Linked DNA regions of Rattus norvegicus: regions 1 and 3 are each linked to region 2. The links are chromatin contacts, called in public Hi-C maps. All regions are on one chromosome and are shown on one strand. Each heading gives the region's core, a stretch centred on a gene start, on an enhancer-like site or on the middle of the called end of the contact. The rest is flanking DNA. Distances are from core to core; before and after follow the strand shown.

Region 1 (4,260 bases), core at 758-3,257, 210 kb after region 2:
GAGCCGGCAAAAGAGCTGGAGAGGAGACACGCTTGTCTTAGTGTGGAAAGGGTTGCCTCGTGGTGTCTTGGGATATGACACTGGCAGATGCTGGTGTGGTGTTGAGGGAGAAAGGCCTGAGGGAAGGCTGCCACAACCAGCTTGTAGCTCACAGCTAGAAGCAAGAGTTCCCCCTGGTAGGCTCTAAGCATGCAGGCCTCTCTGGCTGACCTCTCAGGGGAGCCTGCCATTATGGTGATACAGAAGGTACTAAATGCTGATTCCTGCTTCTGAGGTAAAGTGCAGCTGATGGCAGTTCGAACATTTTAATCTTGGACAATCAGAGTGGGTATCAGAGGATGGTGCATTTCTTACTCGGGCCCTGAACAGTTTTCTGTGCACAAGAGAACCCCCCCGGGATGGCTCAATGAGACTACTGCACCACCCCCGGCTGAGCACATCCTCCATTGCTTGGATAGCATCCCTACTGTGTGTGTAGCCTTGAGCCTTACTCACCAGCCTCTTGCTCATCAGATTTTCCAAAGCTTTTCTAACCAGAAGAATTGTGATGTCAGTTGCTACGGAGGATCACTGGGTGAGGCCACTAGACAGTTCAGGGTCTGCATAGACAACCTGAGACATGACTGGGAAGGCGGGTAGACCCGCCCGCCGTAGGAAAGGGAGTCTCCTCATGTATGGAAACAAGCCCATGGCCTCATCTGGATTCCACATTTCCATCCCTGTTTCATTCCGCCTGTCCAGCCAGGAGAGCCCAGGCCTGAGAGCCTGCAGACCAGAGTGAATGTGGACGTGCTTTGAGGTAGAGCCTGGTCCAGCCGACCCATGCTAGCTCTTCCCTCTGGTGTAGCTTTCAGGTGCTCCACACTTCATCATCCCTCCTCAGCAGCTCCTCTGAAGAAAGTGTGCCTTACTAAAACTCAGTACCTGGTTCCTTGGAAGGAGGATGAGAGGGATCCCCTGTGCTTTCTGCATTCCAGATTGTTGCGATTTTTTGTTTGTTCGTTTCCGCTTTTCTAACAACTGCCCTGATTCTCTGTTTTGCTTCCGTTTTTCTGTTGCTCCTTGCCCTTTGCTTGCAAAACAAACAGGCAAGCCTGGTAAGTAAACGCTCCCCACCCCCCACTCAATCTGACACCTACCCATTGCAGCCCCTTGCTTGTGTTTTGTTTTTCTGGCTTGGTTATTTTTGCTTTTGTGTACTTGTCGCATCCCCCTCCAGTTTAATAGTGGTTTGCCTGCAAACGTCAGAAAGCCCCATCAGGGTTGCGAGTCCAGAGTGTCGTGTCTGGGGGCTGAGGCTGATTTCCTGAATTTAAGAGCCTAGCTTTGTTGGTCACGAGTAAGAAGATTTGTGGAGACTTGCCGCTGCCTGGCTCTCCTGGGAACCGGGCAGTTCTATTTTTAAAAGTGACAGAAAGCTTGGGCTAGGGGACATCTTAGATGCAGGAAATCAGATGGACTCTGTGATAAATGGCTCCTTCAGCCTGTCTGGTGAAATGTATACGTGACCACAGATCAGCCCAGAATGTACATCGTACAGCATGCTGGGAACAAAGGAAATGGCTAAAATTCGGTTAATAACATCTATGGAAACTTGCCAGTGCCCTCTCTTTTGGGAGTGTAGGCGTAGCAGGTAGATTGCTTGTATTAAAAAGTTCTCTGTATTTAGAAGGCAGCTCTTAGTGAGTCATTGAAACGCTGTCCCACCGAGTCAGGGGTGATGTTAAGAGCTTCTATGCACAGTGATGATGTTGACAACAGGTCAGATTCCAGGCTGTCCCTGGGCGCCAGGCACTTTCTATTCATTCTTTCTCTCTCTCTCTCTCTCTCTCTCTCTCTCTCTCTTTTTTTTTTAAATCCCTCAAATGCTATGGTCTAGAAGCACTACCATCCTCTGCTTTTGGTGAGGAGACACAGTGAGTTTAGGAACACTGCCCAAGGTCGTACAAGTGTGAGAGTTGAGATTCCAGGCTGACTTGTCAGATGCCGGAGCCACTGCGCTTGGTGACTTCTGGCAGCTGCTGGGAACACGAAGAACCCTGGGATCGTAGAGGCGGGATGGAGGGCCGTTTGGCATCTCCTAGGCCAGTGGTTTTCCAGGCAGGGTCCTGGGTCAGCTCTAAGTCTCCAGGGAGCTTGGTACTTGTAGATTCCAGCCCCAGCCTGACCTGCTGAGTTAAAAGGGAGGAGGAACTTGAGTCTGTCTGAGTAGTCCTCCAGCTGCTTCTAATGCGTGCTCACATCTGACCGCTGCCTCGATTGGTACACAGGCCTTGGGACCACACAATTCCAGGGCTTTCTCACCTGTCTCTGTCAGGCTTGGAGTAAAATTCAGACTGTGATCCCCACCGTGCCACACAATAATGATACACTGAAGTTAAGATACAGCAAGAGGGTGGTCTATCAGAAAACAAGGAAAAACAACCCAAATCAATACCTCTGGCTGTTCCTAGTGGGAACTGTCCATCATCACGGGAGGCTGGAGAGGGATTTGGTCGTGGCTGTGCTTTTTGCTTTTTTTTTTTTTTTTGTCTCTGGGGCTGCGCCCGGGCTGTGCTGTCCCCTCAGTGAACAAAAGCCTTCACCATTCAAACCCTCTTTCACCTTCTGTGAAGGGGATAGGAAACCCTTCGGGCCGCCCTTGTTCATGCAGTGCACAGACCACATATCAGCACTACTTGTGTGGCGGAGTTTTGTGTGCCCAGAGCAGAGCAGCAAATCTGACCAGCCCTCAGCCAGCCTGGGGAGAGTGGCCAGGTTACTTCTGTCATTGCTTTCCCCAAACACTTGACAGACTCACCCAAAGGGAAGAGTTTGGTGTTTGCCTGACAGTTTCAGAACAGTCCGTCCACCCTGGTGGTGAGGGCATGGGGTTCGTATTTTGACAGGCAGGAAGCAGAGAAGGGGGAGAAGCTAGGGCAAAGGGTTTGGTCCCAGTGACCTACTTCTTCTAGCCAGCTCCTACCTCCTCCTCTCTGCCACCGCTCAGTTCCATCATCATAATATGAACACGTTTACAAGGTCACGGTCCTCATGACCTACCTGTCCTGAAGATGCCCTCACAGGCACACCCAACATAGACTGTCCTAATTTACACATTGCTCAGTCTAATCAACCTGACCAGATTGCCATCATAGGAGCAGCATGGCAGCAGGAATCCTGCGTCCGAAGCCTGGGATGTGGAGAGTATAGCAGAACCAGAATCCACAAGTAGCCTGGTCATGTGCGTGCGCGCACTCCCCCGCATGTACACACGCTCTTTGACATTTAGAGAGGAAGCGATGGGGGATCAGACATGTAACTTGGAGGTTTCTGAAGGCTCCTGAGTGCTGGGGCAGGGGCTGTCAGGGCTGCACCAAGTGTGTGGGGTGCAGCCTGGATTTTATTCTTAATGAGCGGAGGTCTCTGTGAGCAGAGACTTACCTTGCCATCACGGCTGGAGGCTGCCCTTGCCATCGCTGTTGTTAGAAGTTCCAGATGTGGTTTCCCTCATCGTATCCAGCTCTAAGCCAGTCCTGGGCAATAAATACCCTCCCGTGTGAGCTGTGAGTGACAAAGATCTGCTGGGCTGTATACTGTCCCCAGGAGCTCTTGGTTCTGAGGATGGGGGTAGTAGATGTCATTGAATCCACTGTCACCTGGAGAGGCAAGGGTACCTTGCCTACTCTGTTGGCAACCAGCTTAGAGTGTGGTCCCTGAAGTAAGGGTAGGGCTGTCTTTGTGTTAGAGAGAGTTTGTCCTGCAGTGCAGAGACATCCGAGTTCAGTGTGGGATGGGAGAGGGTCAGACATGGCTGAGAGCAGAGCATTAGTACTAGCATTCTCAACTAAGCCCGAAGAACTGCATTGCCTTACTGCAAAACGACCTTTGCGGTTTTCCTGGGGTGTGGTACTTTGTACAACCAAGAAGTCAGTATTGTTATGAATAGAATTTCAGGAATGTTTTAGGGATAAAGAAACCTCTTTCTTCTAGTGTCTAGTCTATCTTGATTCCATTTTGGAAAGGGCCCTCCAGGGCCCTGGCCACAGCACCCTATAATCTCATTTTCCCAGAAAATACAGTAGTAATTTTTTCTTTCTGACCCGGTGTGGATCCACTTAGGGAAGGAAATGTAGACCCACAGGGTCTCCAGTGTAGACGTGTAAGGGCTGCATTGATCAGGTTAAAGGTTGACTTCTCCCCCTCAGGATATGTCATGGCCCCAGGTCTGTGAGTGTTGTCCCTTTAGGGAGGGAAGGCTCGTGAGTTCATTGCAAGAAA
Region 2 (4,234 bases), core at 1,264-3,763:
GAGAGGCCTGAAGAGAGCATGGTCTATGTAGCTGTCCTGGGACTCGCCTCAGGGGTATACCCACCTTTGTCATTGGATACTAGCCAAAGCCGTTGCCATTGCAACCAATGGCTGCTGCTTTTAATTCAGACTAAAATTGTGGTTTTTAAACCCCCACGATTATGGGGCTGGGGAGGAGGTCCAGCTCTTCCCCAGACCCTCTGGGTTGGGTTCCCAAGACCCTTGTCAGACAATTCACAACCTCCTTGTAACTCCAGCTCCGGGAAGAATCCGATAGCCTCTTCTGGTCACCACAGTTACTGTACACATGCTCACAATCCCGCCTATACACACAGCTTCAAACGCATAAAAACCTCCCCAGAGCCAGATTTCAATAGGTGTGCCTGTAGATAAGGCCACCGTCACTAGGTTATAGGTGGACCAACAGCTAAAGGAGGGGAGACCAGGACAGGAAGAGTAAGAGGATCTCTGAGGATCTAGCTGCATTCTTCTCTTCTTCATCTATCTGATTAATGGAACATACAAGTGAAGCTCTCAAATTCCAGCCAGCAAGAGAATCTCAGGAAGAGGCTTTCTTTCTTTTTTTTTTTTTTTTTTTTTTTTTTTTTTGTCTTTGAGATAGGGTTTCTCTATGTAGCTAGCTGTAGACGCACAGGAACTGGCACTGTAGACCAGGCTGGCCTTGAACTCAGAGATCCACCTGCCTCTTCCTCCCCAGTGCTGGGATTAAAGATATGTGCCACCACTGCTCAGCTCATGGAAGAGGCTTCTTTTTTTTTTTTTTTTTTTTTCCCTTTTTTTTTCCGGAGCTGGGGACCGAACCCAGGTAGGGCCTTGCGCTTGCTAGGCAGGCGCTCTACCACTGAGCTAAATCCCCAACCGAAGAGGCTTCTTAAAACAGATTGTACTACTCCTCCCTGCCTCCCAGGAACCCGTGAAGAACCCTAAAGTATATGCTGGGCCAAATGGTAAGTGCACAGTGAGAGTAGTATTGTTGCTACAATGAAAAAGGCACTGGGTCTGTTGAGTGCCCGAGTAAATGGGAATCGTGTAATGACAACAATCTACGGATTTAAAAATCATGAAATTACCTTCATTAAACAGAGTGTTGGCTTCTTCGAGGACCTCTGTTAGTTTGTCACCAGCATTCAGTATGTCCTCCCGGTTTTCTATTTAAAAGAACACAAACTTAGGGGACCGTGCACATCCTTCGCTAATAAGTAGCCGCTTACAGTCCCGCTCCTACTTCCTGGGTAATGATTAGAATGTCTTAATCTCTTTAACAGAAAGAGGCTTTATCTTTTACAGAAAGAGGCTTTAATGCTACTGTTTCAAGCGGCTTTTGTGTGTGCAAAAGGCCTGGGGACAACCCTAGATGTAGTTCCCTCAGCGTACCATTATCTTTGCCTTTTGAGACAGGGTCTCACTAACCTGGAACTAGCCAAGAAGGCTGGGTGGGCTGGCCAGAGGGACCCATGGACTCTGCTTCCCCACAGCTGAGGATGCACGTTTGCACCACTATTCTTAGGGGACACTTTAGGGGGCTCCTGGGGATCTAACTAAGGTTATTATGGTTTGCCGAGACTCAGTCATCTCCCCAGACCCCAAAACTTGATCTCTTGACAGTTAACACTGGCTTCCCGTATGTAATCTTACTCCAAAGGGATGACTCTTCTGCGCCCCAATACAAGGGCTCGATTAAGAAGTGATTGTCAACTTCTCAAGGCCCACCTGAAGAGCCACACAACAAACGCTTGGGCCTACTCAGCATCTCTGATTCAGTGCATCTGAGCTGGGCGGGGAAATGTGCATCTTAGCAATTCCAACCTCAGGGGCCCACAAGGAGCAAGCTAGGTTGAACAAAAAGCACCTGGTGTTATTTGCTTGCCTTCCCTACTGGCTGGCTGAGCTCAAGCAAGTCATCATCAGGTCTGATCTCCCGCTTTTCCAGCCAGCAACAGAGCTTGGCGGCGCCCAACGCCAAGGTCGCCTAGGGTGCACTTAATAAACAAGCGAAGGCGCGCCGCCGCGAGCCCGCGCAGACCGGCCAGCGCCCGCACCTTCGCGGCCCTCCCCAGCCACGGAACGCCGCTGGCCCGCGCAGCCCCAAAGCGCCACCTTACGTTGGACGGAGTTGATGAGAGCGCGGTACTGATGGCGGATCTGGCGGCACAGGCCCTGGTCGTACTCGGCCTCCAAGCAGGCCGGGTCCATCAGCTCGTCGCCTGAATCAGACGGCTCGGTGTCCTCCAAGCTCGGGCGCTCCGCTGCCTCCCTGCGCTCCGGCGCAGCGCCGCGGCGGGCCAGCGGGGACCGCGAGCGGGAACGGGAACGGGTGCGATCCCGGTGCGGGTCGCGGCCCCGGCCCCGGCCCTCAGACCGGCGGCCGCTGCTGTCCCCAGACATCGCGCCAATTCGCCTTGCAACTTCGGAGCGGCGGAAGTTCGCGCCAGAAACTGAAACCCCCGGCTGGGCTCGAGCGCCGGCTCCAGGCGCAACGCAGCTCCCCGGCTGGCGCGCGAGAGCACAGCGACGCCTGTGGCCTGGAGGTCGGCGGCGGGGTTGGCTGTGTATGAGCCTGGCACTGGCTTACTCCACACTGCAAGCAAGAGACGTTGGACTTTGGATCTCTGGTCCTAATGCCCACCCCCACTTAGCCATACATCTTCCCATTGTCTCGTTGGATCCTCTGGCCTTGGGGAGGACACGGCAAACAAAACAGAGTTCCTTGGCTGTATCATAATAAACAGTTAAGCATCCTAGATATCTGCACCACTGCGGCATGTTCACAGCTGATTCACTAACTACAAATACCCTATAACAGATCTGAGAAAGATAATTATATGCAATATGGTTTCAAAGATACATGTATACTTTTCATTCCATGTGCTTGTGTGTGTGCGTGCTCTGTGCAAAGATACACATGCACAAGTGTGCATCTGCGGGTGCAGACCGGAAGTTGGCTTCAGGGGGATCTTCCTCTCTCAGTTCCACGAATTTTTAAAGATTTGTTGTTCGTGTATACGTGTTTTATTTGCGTGCACATTTTATACCAAATACATTCAGTGCCCTCAAATGTCAGAATAGGACGTGCAAACCCCCTCTGGAACCAGCATTAAAGAAGGGTCTGTGAGCTTCCCAGTGGATGATGGCAATGGAACCGTACTCCTGTGAGAGCAACGAGTGCTCTTAACCTCTGAACCATCTCTCCAGCCCACTCTCCACATTTTTTACCATACGTTGTCTCTAGCTGAACCTGAAATTCATCGTTTTGACAGGACTTAGATAGCCAGCAAGACCCAGGGATTTTCCTGTCTTCACCTCCACCGCAGTGGGATTATAGCTCCACACTGCCAAGGCACCAGTTTTTATGCACCTTAGGGATCCTGAGGTAATCTACCCTCCCACTTCCCCACCCCCTTCCTCCATCCCTCCCTCTCACATAGGATTTCATGTAACCCAGGCTGGCCTCAAACTGACCGTGTAGCTGAAGAAAATGTTGAGTTCCTGATCCTCCTGAATCTGACCACCTCCCAAGGACTGAGTGGATTTTGAAACCAAGATCTAAAGCCTAGTAAGCTCATTGCTATTGAAATACTATTGCTTGAGCTGGAGAGACAGCTCAGTGGTTAAGAGCACTGACTGCTCTTCCAGAGGTCCTGAGTTCAAATCCCAGCAACCACATTGGTGGCTCACAACCATCTGTAAGTGAGATCTGATTCCCTCTTCCGGTGTGTCTGAAGACAGTTACACTGCACTCATATATAATAAATAAATCTAAAAAAAAAATCATTGCCTCTTGAGCCTCTGAAGAAACAAGGTAGGAAGGTGTGCATGAACACACACACACACACACACACACACACACACATATATAATATTGCTGGGTAGATTTAAAACACAAATTTGCATTGAAATCACTGAAGAGTATATGGGGAAGAAAAGGGTGAATGTGATTAATAAAATCCACTGTTCTCTATATTAATATTGACTTCTGAGCAGAAATAAAACGTGAAGAGATGGTTGAGCAGTTAAGAGCACTTATTGCTCTTACAGAGGAACTAGCTTCAGTCCTCAGTATCCATATAGTTGCACACAGATGCCTAGAACAAGAGTTCTAGAAGATCCAATACCTTCTCTGGACTCCCACACATATGTGATGCATGTAACATCACCAGGCACACGGATGCTCATAACAAATGCTCACACATAGCAAATCTCTTTAAGAAATAAA
Region 3 (4,318 bases), core at 739-3,238, 150 kb after region 2:
GGGTCCCATGAGGTAATTTCCAACCCCCTTTGAGGGGGGACAGTCTGGGTCCCATGAAGCAGTTCCCCCCTGTTCCTTTTGAAGCCTCACTATCCTTCGGAGAGGGATATGTCCTGCAAGTCTTGCCCGTGCTTGGAGGTCCTCTCTGTTGGTCCTTCGTCGTAAAGATGTTTATCGGTCGGTCCAGGGCTATTGTAGAAATTTCTAGAAGCAGAAAGTTAAAGAGGCAAACTAGAGCCAGTGGACACAATGGAGTTAGTTCAGGCTGGGGGCTGGGACCCTCTTTCTCATTTCCCCCATTTTTTCCCAGTGTGTAAGTAACCTAACGGAGATCTGCACACTGCCCAGGGGAAGGGTCCCTTTCCTCGGAAGACTGTATATTAACGCCAATGAATATCTTTTTACTACACACTGTGAGGTTCTTTTGGATCCCAGCCTGCTCCTCCTCCCTCTATGATTGGATAAATAAGTTGCAGGATTCTTACCACCGGATGACAGTAGTGTTAGCAGAATGATGGCCTCCCCGGGAGGGAGGCCCTGCCTGCTGGAGGTTACCTTCCCCACAAGACTGGCACCAACCTTTGCTATCTCCATTTAAACACAGAAAGAAACCTCAGTGTTTCCTGGAGATTTCGTGTCACTGACTCCCGGGGAGCAATTTTGATGGCGTAGTGTTTTGACACAGAGAAGAAATATGAGCCCAGGAAATTCAGCTGGTCCTCAAGCTCTGTAGCTTGTGGGCAAGTAGCAATTCCAGATGTGCCGGCCTGTGCAGACGTTCTTAGCCACACTTTTGGGAAGCAGTCAGTAGGTTGGAGGGAATCTTAAAGTGTGTTGAGTAGCTTTATTTTGACTTTATCGTATGGACTGGTAGGTTTTTCTTCACCTTATTATTGTTTTGGGGTCTGTAATGCACATGATTCTTACGTACTAACTGCCATTCCTGTTGAGGAATTGTAAAAAGGTAGAAGAGTCTTTTCACTTTCCTGTAAGTAGTTTTGGTTGAATTCAGTTGTAAACGCTCAGGGCTCAGAAAGCCATTGCAGTTAAAGGGCTGTGAGGGCTGTAGGCACTTACAGGGAGATAGAATGCTTTTCAAGTAGTCTCTAGTGAGAAGGCCCAGAGCTCAACTATGGAGACCTTTCCGAGCTGCTCCCCAACAGGGAAATGGGGTCTGGCACTGGGTGTCCCCTCCATCAACGCCAGCCTGCCTATGTTTAGGATCTGGGGTGAGCCTTTCAATGTCCCTCACAGCTACCTTTCCCTATATATTCTTGATATATGAGGGGCCTGACTCAGGAGCACAGTGTGCATAGAAGAGGGCTTGTCTTTGTAGAAAATTCATCTCATGGCCAAAGACCAGAATCCAGACCCAGCCCTATGGCTCTTTCTCTCCAGCTGGCCCCAACTCTGCATTGTTGTTCAACTATGAAGGGTCCTTGGAGGCCTGGCCTTAGTGGGCTGGAAGCCTAGAAGTTGTGCCAGGTCGCTGCCCCTGATACAGACTTTAGTCTTAATCCCAGCCATCCTGTCTGAAGAAGGTTCAGGTGTGTAGTCCTCAATTTCTACTGCAGCCTGTTTTACTGGTTCCGCAGCCCTCCTACGGTTAGGGGTTAGGGGTGGGGGAGGGGGAGTGGGGGGGTAGGGAGTGAGAGAGAAGGGACCTGCTCCCAACTTTATCAATTGCTAGACCACCTTGCCTTGCCTCGCCTCGGGGCTGAGGTGGTGGGGACCGCTTAAGTGCCAATGAGTAATACATTTACACCTCAAAAGAACACTGAACTAGTTGGCAGTTAGGGCTAAACCGGGAAGCTTCGGCCTAGTGTGTGAGCAGAGGGAGGGTCTTCGCCCCCCTCCCAGCAGTTTCCGGAGTTGTTGGAGCTTTGTGAAGATGCAGGCGTCAGGCCGCTTGGTGGTGGTGACATCATCAAGTCCCTACACACAGGCTGAACCGGGGGCTTTAAGAGAAGATCCTTTCCGACCTCGCCAGTGCTTGGGCTTACAGTGCCGCCTCTCGGGCAGCTCCACGCGTATCGGCCACGCTCACGCACACACCTAGGCGCGCACCCGCCAGCTGCACTCGCACGCGCACATTGCTTTGGTGCTCGCCCCCTGGGCCGGCTCCGGCCTCGAGCCGTTTGCTGCTCCCAGTCGCCGCCACCACGGATGCCAGCAGCTGCTCCCATCTGCAGTGCAGCAGCCCCGGCCGCCGGCCGGCCCGCCCCGGGCTGGAGGAACCGCACCAGGACGCTGGCCCTGCTCGTGGCTAGCCTGCACGCCAGGGCTCAGCGAGGATGGGAGGGTCGCAGTCCCTGCAGCCAGCCCCAGCCAGTGACCTGAACCTGGAGGTTTCTGAGGCCATGTAAGTGCGGTGCTCTGCCGCCCACCCATAGCCCCCGCGGGGAGGAGAGGCTGCCCGGCTTTGTTAGTGCTTCTCTCCCCCATGTGGTGCAGCGTGAAGCCTAGGCTGGTCTGGAAGCCTTGCAAAGCTTTACCTGCTGGCTGCTGCTTGTAGTGTTTTGTGTTTTAGCCGGACTGAGTATCTTGTAGCCCCAAGATGCTGCTGGAGGAGAAATAGCCCTCTGGAATTCGGTTTTGGTTATTCAGCAGCAGGGTGCGTGGTGGGGGCTTCTGCACTATCTGCATCTTTTCCTCAGCCACCCTCCTACCCCCACTGGTATTTCCTGCTAGGGAACTGGAGGCATCAAGGAGAGAAGGCCTCCTCCTAGGAGTATTGTGCATGCTGGAAACAGTGCTGGGTTAGCAACTGGCGCGGCAGGAGAGATGGATGGCATGGAGCTCAGAGTGCGTTCGTGTTCAGCCGGGCTAGTCCAAGCATCACCGGGCTACTCTCCTGCTAACACAGAGGACAAGGCCGCCTGCTATTATTAGTAAAGACAGCCAAACAGCCTTGTCATTGGTTGAGGCAGAGGCTGACTATGCATCGATCCAGAAACCCGATCTTTTCTCCAAACCACAGTGCTTATGTGCTCCGAAGTGGCTTTTCATCCTGAGGAGTGTTTGCTACAGTTGCTCTTTCTGTTAAGGTTGTCTCCATTACAAACCCAGGCTGGTTGGGGGATGGGGCTTATGCACTAGGTCTGCCTGTCAGATCACAATTCAGCAAGTAAGGCTGCTGCTGTCCAAAGTAGGCCTGCCCGTCCCCTCCGATGTCTTCTCCCCTTTCCCAAAAGAGGAGAATGTTTCTGGAGACTCGCAGGGTGGGGGTGGCAGAGCAGTCTGGGTTCTTACGAGTATTGGGTAGGTAACTTTACAGCTAGCAGGCTTTGGTGTCTGTGTATTGGGCCCCATGGGAGGGGAGTGTGGGGGCATCAGTGACAGCCAGCCGGACTCATGGGGTGATGTCATGCGGGGCTGAGTGAGCCAGGCTCTGGCTTTTGAACAGCCAGTCATTCTGAGGACCAGGTGTGTATCCATCCTGTGGCTTCATCCCCGTAACTCGAGAACGCAGTATCTTACAATGGAGGTGCATTGTGTTGGGGAGTTTTTACGGTATGAACCCTGCGCCGGTCTGTCCTGTCCACTCAGGTGCAGTATTGTGAGGTGTGTGGAATATCCTACCGCCCTATAGGACTCAGGAAAGGAAAATTTCAGCCTCATTTTTTTTCCCCCAAAGTCTCTGAACTAGCAATCAGTGACACCTGACACCAAACACTGGAGGGGCCAGAAAAGATCCTAGGTTTGGGAAAACTTGCACATCAGTCATTGGAAATTAAGCTTCCTGGCCCTGAAGGTTCTTCTGTCCTGGTTGAGTTACTGCCTTGTGTTCTGGGAGCTGAGGGCTGAGTCTGGAGAGATTCTGTTAGGTACATGTTGTTTTAGATAGTAGTCTTTAAGGATTTGTCCCGTAGGGATAGTGGCAATAGAATAAAACTTGAGGCCCAGCAGCCATCTTGAGAGGGAAGTTGCTCATCCAATATTTTTGTTGTCTGCTTGGTCTATTTTTGACACTTGAGGCTTCTAAAATATCGTAGAGTACAATTTAAGATGCTCCATTAGAGTCATTCACAAAAATCCCACCCTCTGTTCCCCCAAGGTTTAGAAAAGTAGAAAGGGAATAGCCGAGGGCCGTTGTTCCTAATGGCTGGCCTTTGCAACCCTCTCAGAGTGTTTCCTCTACAGATGTGCTCTCTCCAACAAAAAAACAAAGAAAGAAAACTACATTAAGAAAGCTGCCCTTCTGTGCGCAAGCAGGTGTGGCGTTTTCATCATCGTGCAGATGAAAATGCACGCTCAAAAGTGATACAGAAACAGTAGTTGGGGCAGCCGAAGTGCTTCCTCTGTAAGCTGACGGGTG

What was found. Hi-C and Micro-C count contacts between places; a contact is called where the count stands out from the background.
Region 1: a contact with region 2 is called in a Hi-C map of frontal cortex, with 2.3 times the contacts expected there. The contact joins the enhancer-like site here to the promoter of Nsmce4a in region 2. A contact is called at or near these places in 5 of 12 Hi-C or Micro-C datasets (the A7r5 cell line, the Rat2 cell line, Schwann cells and 2 more) and 1 of 1 datasets of contacts at active chromatin or transcription factors (oligodendrocytes).
Region 3: a Hi-C map of frontal cortex shows a contact between it and region 2, with 1.7 times the contacts expected there. The contact joins the promoter of Tacc2 here to the promoter of Nsmce4a in region 2. A contact is called at or near these places in 7 of 12 Hi-C or Micro-C datasets (the A7r5 cell line, the Rat2 cell line, frontal cortex and 3 more) and 1 of 1 datasets of contacts at active chromatin or transcription factors (oligodendrocytes).

Annotation. Positions count from the first base shown.
Region 1 is chr1:194,747,429-194,751,688 of GRCr8, forward strand. All of the region lies in intron 13 of Tacc2 (transforming, acidic coiled-coil containing protein 2), which reads left to right. Among named protein-coding and RNA genes, the nearest start is that of Btbd16, 16 kb to the right of the region's middle. Within about 2 kb of position 2,008, at least 15 of the 93 cell types and tissues checked have an H3K27ac peak or open chromatin away from gene starts, as enhancers often do. A contact at or near this core is called in the A7r5 cell line, where this site is marked.
Region 2 is chr1:194,536,943-194,541,176 of GRCr8, forward strand. It overlaps Nsmce4a (NSE4 homolog A, SMC5-SMC6 complex component), which reads right to left and starts at 2,514. Exons shown (of 4, transcript NM_001106301.1): 1 at 2,124-2,514; 2 at 1,092-1,169. The coding sequence starts at 2,406. It overlaps LOC134483930 (a long non-coding RNA gene), which reads left to right. Exons shown (of 2, transcript XR_010061141.1): 1 at 1-968; 2 at 1,664-2,775.
Region 3 is chr1:194,683,173-194,687,490 of GRCr8, forward strand. It overlaps Tacc2 (transforming, acidic coiled-coil containing protein 2), which reads left to right and starts at 1,989. Exons shown (of 17, transcript NM_001415936.1): 1 at 1,989-2,362. The coding sequence starts at 2,295.